2 separate regions of the Mus musculus genome follow, and region 2 is linked to region 1. Evidence: chromatin contacts called from public HiChIP or PLAC-seq data. All regions are on one chromosome and are shown on one strand. The core of a region is the stretch at or near the end of the contact, and the rest is flanking DNA. Distances in the headings are between cores, read along the strand shown. Region 1 overlaps Mcu (mitochondrial calcium uniporter). Region 2 overlaps Micu1 (mitochondrial calcium uptake 1).

Region 1 (3,669 bases), core at 924-3,423:
GAAACCCAAGGCCTGCGACCAACCCCAGCACTCACGCCCCCACACACACTGACAACACAGGTCAGGACACTAACAACTTGAGACAGTTACAACAGCATCACAACTCCTACAGTAACAACTGAGAGGCTCTGACGTTTAGAGAAAACAAATAAAGAGATATATTCACAAAAGCCTTTGTGGCCATTTAGAACCGATACACAAATACTTTACTAACAAGCCTCCCTTTCACACTAAAAACGTCGGGGGAACATCTTTAAAACAAACAGATCTTGGCAGAAACTTGAGAAATATCTAAAACAACCAGCCCAGGAAAGCATTCTGATTCAAAATTAACCAAAAATTAGCCAAACACTTTCTCCTCCTACCATGGTATATCAGACATCAAACAGCAATGCCTGAACTATCTACTGTTGGGACTGCTAAATGTCTAGCCTAAAATAACCAAAGGAAAAGGGGCATACTGAAAGCCTCCTCACTCACAAATTAGTGCAAATTTTAAAAGCCTATGAGAGCCCCGCTTTGCTGTAAGGCTTTTTTTTAAAGATTATAATTTAATGACAACAGCTCCCCCTTCTCTGTCCTCCAAACTCTCCCATACTCTCCTCCTCTCCTCAGTCTCTGCTTTGATGTTTTTCTGTATCAGTTAAAAAAGCCTAATTCCAGGAGCCAAGCATGTCCTCACAGCCGTGTTACCCAGGGCTGCAGAAGGCAAGAGCAAAAGGATTGAGAGTTCAAAGACAGCCTAGGCTACATTAGTGACGTTTTGTGTAAGACAAAAAAGAGTAACTTAATTATTTTTAATTATAAAACTACAATCCAGGATAACTTCCAAAAGAGTGGTAGGGCATAACATCTCCTTCTTTAAAAAAATTGTGTGTGTGTGTGTGTGTGTGTGTGTGTGTGTGTGTTTAATGTATACTTTTTTTTTTTTTCAGGAAGGGTGTCATGTAGCCCAGGCTAACCTCAACCTCCTATTGCTACTGCTCCTGCCTTTTAAGATCTGGGATTTCAGGCAAGTGCTACCAGGCCTGGCTCTGAAATTTGAAAGCGTCCTAGGGACACATAAAAAAATCTGAAAATTGATCTGGGGTAAACACTTTTATTCCATCTCTCAGCCTGCTTGCCCATCCTGTGCATCTGCAGCAATGCCAGGACCACTGAACCTCTTAACTAAACAGGAAGAGCTGCTAATAATGATTTTCATAAGACCTACAAACACTCAATGTGCCCCGCATTCTAGCACATTGGTGACGTTCACACCAATCTGCTGCTTGCCAGACTCATCTTTTTAGTTTTCAAATTCCACGTCAAGTAACAATAAAGCCCCCTAAAATTTTTAAGTAAAATTGAGAGGCCTGAGCCACTTAAATAACCCCAAATCCTAAACTAACACTTAGTAAGATTAACAGTGGAGGAAGAGGGTGTGGCTTGGGGTTGGTTCCATTTACAACCTATTGACTGAAGTATCTTAGCAACACTTTCCCTAAACACTCCCAGAAGGCAAGAGTGGGTCAGAGTCCCGCTTACTCAATATGCATTAAGGGGCCAGCCCTTGGTCTCTGAGGATGTAACAGAAGCCATCTGAGGGACAGCAAAGATGTCTGCTTTAGCAGGAAACATTTTCACGAGAGATAGCAGCCTTTTCTCCCACTCGCTTCCTTTTAGAACTAGCATCCTCTGACATTACAGCCATGCTAGGCAGCAGCAGTCAGGGAGGAAATGAATCACAGAAATTAGTCAGGATTTCCTATTTAGTTACTTAATAATCCAAACCCGGAGGCAGGAGGTAACCCTGAGCAAGCAGAGCGATCTGCCAAAGCCAGGCTTTTTCTAGCACTTAAACAAGCTAAAGGCAAAAGGGAAACGCGCATATCCAAACCCAACGTCCACGTGTGCACTTGGGTCTGAAAGCACATGTAGGCACACACAAGAGGATGTGTCTTCCTGCCCACCACAAAGGCTGATGGCTGACATTCTTGGAAGACAGGCTAACAGGAGAGAGGCAGAACATGTATATTTCATCATAATTTTACAGAATTGAAGACCCAAAGACCAAACGAGAACCACACATTTTTTTTTTAGGCTTAGGTTTGCTGACTCACAGACAGCCATGTTGAGTTATGAGTAGACCAAAAGGTATGACGGAAGGCTAAAGACCACAGCCTGCCCAGATGTTTCTTTTCCTCCCTGTGTAGTACTTTGCCCTCCCAAGGCTGGGACAAGACCGCTGTGAGCTGGTCTACATGGCCTTATCTTTATGGCTAGCAGAAGGACAGATCAGCAGGGGAAGATTAAGGTAATATTTGTAGGTTTTATGGCTGGCTTTGGAAGAAAGGGCTCTGGTTTCTGTGACCTCGCTTGGGGAGGAGGAATGAATTCTAGTTTCTGTGCTTTGCCTTGGGAGAGAATGAGGGAGGGATGACACACAGGAAAAAGACAGGAAATGAGCGAGAAACCTTCGCACACTGTTTTCTGAGCTCCAGCATATGAAAAGGCTGATACACCTAGAGATTTCTAGTCACTGACTATGGTTTGGATTGTTTTTTTTTAGGAACTTCGAGGAACAAGCTGTGTGTTTCTGTTGGTACACAGGTTTTTAGAGACACGGTCTCATGAAACCCAGGCTTACTACTGAGCTGAGGGTAACTTTGAACTTCTGATTTGCCCGTCTCATTTTCTGCAGGACTATGGGCAACACCAAGCCTACTTTATGCCAGGCAGGACATTGAATCCAGAGCTAGGCAAACTCTGGGATATATCCTCAGACCTAAGTTCTTTATGTTGTAACTGTTTTAAAGTATTATTGTTTATTTGCAAAACAAGAGCATTGCTTTACAACTGTTTTTTTATAGAGTAATATATATTCACTATAAAAGCTAAAATTGCATGCAGACATACATAACAGAAAATGACTTTTCTGCAGTCCCATTAACTATAAATGCTTTAAACTCAAAACTGTGTCATGTTCTATTATTATAAACTCTCAAACGTGCAGGATTCACAAGGTATTATGCAGACTCAAGCACATTCTCTGCCTCTGCTGGGAAACTATTGGTGTTAAAACAGTCTAGCAATGCACAGCACACACTCGTCACAGCTGGTGCTTATAAGTCCTGTGACTAAGACCTGAGTACCAAGGCAGACCACTAAGTTCTGAATCTAATAGTGAGTGGCTACTACCTTCCTATAAAATTATCCTCTTTTTTTCTTCTAAATACACAAATTCTAAATATTTAATCCTTAAAATATACTGGTACCCAGCCATGGATACAGTGCGGCAGCTGGATCACAGTCCATGTTCAGTATGTTATACTTCTCTTAATAGAGGCCAAGTTGGTCTGTGGTCTCACTGTCATAGGAGATGTGAGGAGGACACTCACATGTCATTGTCAGATGTTTGTCACATTGCAACTGAACCACGTCACATTCCTTTACAGTTACAGTACCGTGTGAGGATCACACATGGAATTTGACATCAGTGATTTCCACAGCTTGATGAATACAGTCTATCCAATAACTAGTGTCAATCTCTATTTGGAAAATGCAAAACTGACAACTCCCTGTCATTTATGGATTTGCCAAGCAAGTCATTAATATTCCACCCATGTTATTAGTAAAAATACTGCACAGTAAAAAAAATAAATAAAACTACTTAGTTATAAATGGGGA
Region 2 (3,536 bases), core at 423-2,922, 250 kb after region 1:
ATAAACTAAACCTCTGAGCCTGTAAGCCAGCACCAATGAAATGTTTTCCTTTTTAAGAGTTGCCATGGTCAAGGTGTCTCTTCATGGCAACAGAAATGCTAAGAAAGAATACAAGATGGGAGTCAGGCATGGCGGGGCACACTTAGAGAGCTGAGGCAGCAGGATCATGAGGTTGAGGCCAGTGTGGGCTGCACAGTGAGAAGTCTATGTCAAAAAAATAAGTGTACACATGATCTCTCCAGCCATGTAACATCTATCCATGGCCCTTGACATTTTAGTCAGTAGATCCCCGAAATGCAGTCCTCAAAACTCCCAAACTACCATTTAGTAGGTCTTCAACTTTAAAATGTTGAACAAGTAGAATGTTTGTGTCTGTTAGCAGATGTAGTGTGTGAAACACCTACCACCTACCTTCCCCCCCCACACACACACACGCCCTCTACCCCCACCCCACCCCACCCCACCCCACCGCACCCCTGCCAGCTTGGCCTCATTTAAGCCCTCAGAACCTAATGGCTTGGGGCTGGAGCTCAGTGTAGAGCCCTTGCCTGGTATGCACAAGACCCTGATCCTCTGCAACATGAAAAACCTCATTAGGTAGCTTTACCCCAGAAGACCCCGTAGGCTAAACTGAGAGATGCTGGCTGTCCAAAGTGAAAGCATAGAGCTGAAGCCATGAGTTTTGAAGTCGGCCAGGCTGCAGAAAGGACAAATATTGATGTTTAAGCCTTTTGGGTTCTAATTGCTTGATAATAGTGGAACATGTTACCAAAAGCCAAGTTTGTGTCTTCAAAAACTAGTAAAAATACTAATTTGAGCATTGAAATTGCTACTTGAGGCTCTCCCCTAGAAACTGCCCTTGAAACACAACAGAGGAATGTTTGTGCCTTTAGAGGGTGGAAACTGAAGGCTTTTCATGAACCCTGAGCAAGCCAGCCGCTGTCAGGTTTACAAACAAGAAGCATTTCAACTTCGAATCTGCCTTGTTCCACCCTGGTAGGGAGTTCCAGAAAGGCAGGCATGTCTATCCAGATCCTCCAGGCCAGCCCAGAGAGCCGCGGGGCACAGCTTTGGGGTAGACCCTGCCTGTAAATACATTCTGTATGGTCAACTCCAGCTCAGCCATCTGACCCTACGGGAAACCTGCTTTAAACAGTGCAAAACGTTGCCCGCTTTCAGAATTTTTATCAGTTCCTCCGTTTTGTTTCAGGATGGCAAATTGAGCCATAAATCAAACTTAAATCGAATCCCCCCAAAACTTTGGGTTTTGTCAGAAATTAATCAGTTCTGTGCAAGAGACGGAGTGACGGATGGGAACTGCTGTGGGCCCGAGTGGGAAAGGAGCCTCTGGCCTGTGGTGGTGATGTCGATTCCTTTGCAGGAGGAGTTGTGCTTTCCTTCAGCCGGCTCTCGGCCCCGCCCCTCCTCCCCACTGTTGTAGCTTATTCAGAATATCAGGGTGCTGCCCTGAAGGTTGCAGAGAAGTAGGGAATTTTGTGAATCCAGATGGACTACATCTGCTAACCCAGCTTAGTCAATTGCACGTTGCCTCAGGCTTCTTGTCTGCAAAGCAGAGCCAAGAAGCTCCACCGACCTGACAAAGATTTAAATGAGAGAGTGTACGGGGAACTTCTGGAGTGAGGTGCATGCGCAGTAAAGAGTTGTTATTGCGGTGTAGTTCTTGTGGCTTGTATACTCTGTGACTCATGAGGGAGGAAGCAAGACTGGAAAGAATCTACTCTTGGATATTTCCATTTTTATCACTGTCTTACATGTGTCATCTGCCTAGCAGAGGTCCCCAGGGATCTTCCTTCCCATGCCGCACGGTGACTCACACAGTGCTGGACAAGGAGAAGACGGTGGGGACATGCTTGTTGACATGAACTTACTTAGTACCATCTGACATCTGTGAACTCCCTCTCAGGAGAGCAGATCAACCCTGCCATGTGGGAGTGTGAGGACATTCTACCATCCTCCTGTCCTTTTGGCCCCTACTTGGCCACTAGGCCTACCCTGCCTTTTATAATTATTATTATTATTATTATTAGCCTTAATCAGCACTAGAGCTGGGCAGATATCCACCCTCTAAGCTATTAGAATCTATTTCCCCATTAATAACCCTGAGTTATAATTCTCCATGTTTCGTCTGAACTGCTCTTAACTTCAGTTGGCCAGTCCTCATAGCCATGCTTTCATGACTCTCCTACCCATGACATCTTCTTCTCCCATCCTCTCCCTCTCTCATGGTCTCCTCAGATCCCAAGCCTGGGAACTCCAAGCCCTGCCTATATCAATTCTGCCCAGCTATAGGCTGTAGGCATCTTCATTCACCAATCAGGAGTAACTTAGGGGTCAAGGTGACATTGCATCACTTGAGTCTATGTGCAGATTTTCTCATCCTTGGGGGCAACCAGGCCTTAGGGACCAGTATTTAGCATTATAATACATTATAATAATATAATTCTAATACATAGCAAAAGACCAAACCTCAACATTACGTGTTACATATTACATAGAACTAACATTGCAACTGGGACCAAGAGAGCTTCCTTGTCCTGTTTCTAAATGAAATCTCAGTGCTCTGATAAGCTTAGATTAGCTCAAGGTTCTTTGTCTTGTTACATATTTCTCTTAAGCATTATTGATGTCCTATCATTCAGATATCCTTTTTGAGAAAACTTGTTAATTACATTACGCTTGTTTGAAATCCTTAGGGATCTATTTGATTTTTGCATAAGCATGATTGATAAGACTTAAAATCCTTATTTTAAGTCTTCTCTAAGAAGCAAGGTCATGGATGATCTTAGAGACTGGTTATTACTATTAATGTATGAACTCTCGAACTCAGGAGGCAGAGGCAGGCAGAGCTCTGTGAGTTCGAGGCCAGCATGGTCTACATGCTGAGTCCCAGGCCAGCCAGGAACTCATAGTGAGAGCCTGTCTAAAAAGAAGAAAAGAGAAAAATTGTGAAATTTTCTATAGTTTTAAAATTGGCCCTGTTCCTCAAGGATGCTCCTGACCCAAGGGGGGATGGGGAGGGGTTGTCTGTTCTGAGTTTAACTGTTTGGTTTTATTATTATTGGTGCATATTAGTAACTCAGAGTAATGACCTTCATTGTGATGACGTCACACAGGCGTTTAAGCAGTTCTGCTTTCTCTGTGAGGAACCAAGGGCCAGATTCATTTCTCCCCTCAAACACAATTGATCATCCCACAGCCCACACCAAAATACCTTCCATGTAACTCCCAGAACACTCTGTCTGCTTCCTCCCCAGTTTGAACGCCATGACCCGGTAGATGGGAGAATCTCTGAGAGGCAGTTCGGGGGCATGCTGCTGGCCTACAGTGGAGTGCAGTCCAAGAAGCTGACCGCCATGCAGAGACAGCTGAAGAAGCACTTCAAAGATGGGAAGGTAGGTTGCCTCGGATACAGGGAGAAATAAAACCATGGGAACCTCTGGGTTTTGCAGAGGTATCAATAATAATGAGAACGTGTCGTGAACCATTCGGGAATGAATACATCTCTCAGCTCTAAG

What was found. HiChIP or PLAC-seq counts read pairs in DNA pulled down with a chosen protein or histone mark.
Region 2: a contact with region 1 is called in an HNF4G HiChIP or PLAC-seq map of pancreatic cancer cells. The contact joins two enhancer-like sites. A contact is called at or near these places in 4 of 39 promoter capture datasets (cranial neural crest, liver, maxillary cranial neural crest and 1 more), 3 of 484 Hi-C or Micro-C datasets (the C2C12 cell line, adipose-derived mesenchymal stem cells and muscle stem cells), 9 of 115 datasets of contacts at active chromatin or transcription factors (CD8 T cells, T-cell acute lymphoblastic leukemia, acute myeloid leukemia and 4 more) and 1 of 9 other capture datasets (embryonic stem cells).

The regions. Positions count from the first base shown.
Region 1 is chr10:59,576,483-59,580,151 of GRCm38.p6, forward strand. All of the region lies in intron 1 of Mcu (mitochondrial calcium uniporter), which reads right to left. Gm40671 (a long non-coding RNA gene) reads left to right here. Exons shown (of 2, transcript XR_871744.3): 1 at 1-2,296. Among named protein-coding and RNA genes, the nearest start is that of Gm40671, 2.9 kb to the left of the region's middle. Within about 2 kb of position 2,174, at least 219 of the 459 cell types and tissues checked have an H3K27ac peak or open chromatin away from gene starts, as enhancers often do. A contact at or near this core is called in the C2C12 cell line, adipose-derived mesenchymal stem cells, bone marrow-derived macrophages and 3 more, where this site is marked.
Region 2 is chr10:59,823,914-59,827,449 of GRCm38.p6, forward strand. It overlaps Micu1 (mitochondrial calcium uptake 1), which reads left to right. Exons shown (of 12, transcript NM_144822.3): 9 at 3,276-3,413. Among named protein-coding and RNA genes, the nearest start is that of Gm23803, 7.9 kb to the left of the region's middle. Within about 2 kb of position 1,673, at least 91 of the 459 cell types and tissues checked have an H3K27ac peak or open chromatin away from gene starts, as enhancers often do. A contact at or near this core is called in the C2C12 cell line, adipose-derived mesenchymal stem cells, bone marrow-derived macrophages and 3 more, where this site is marked.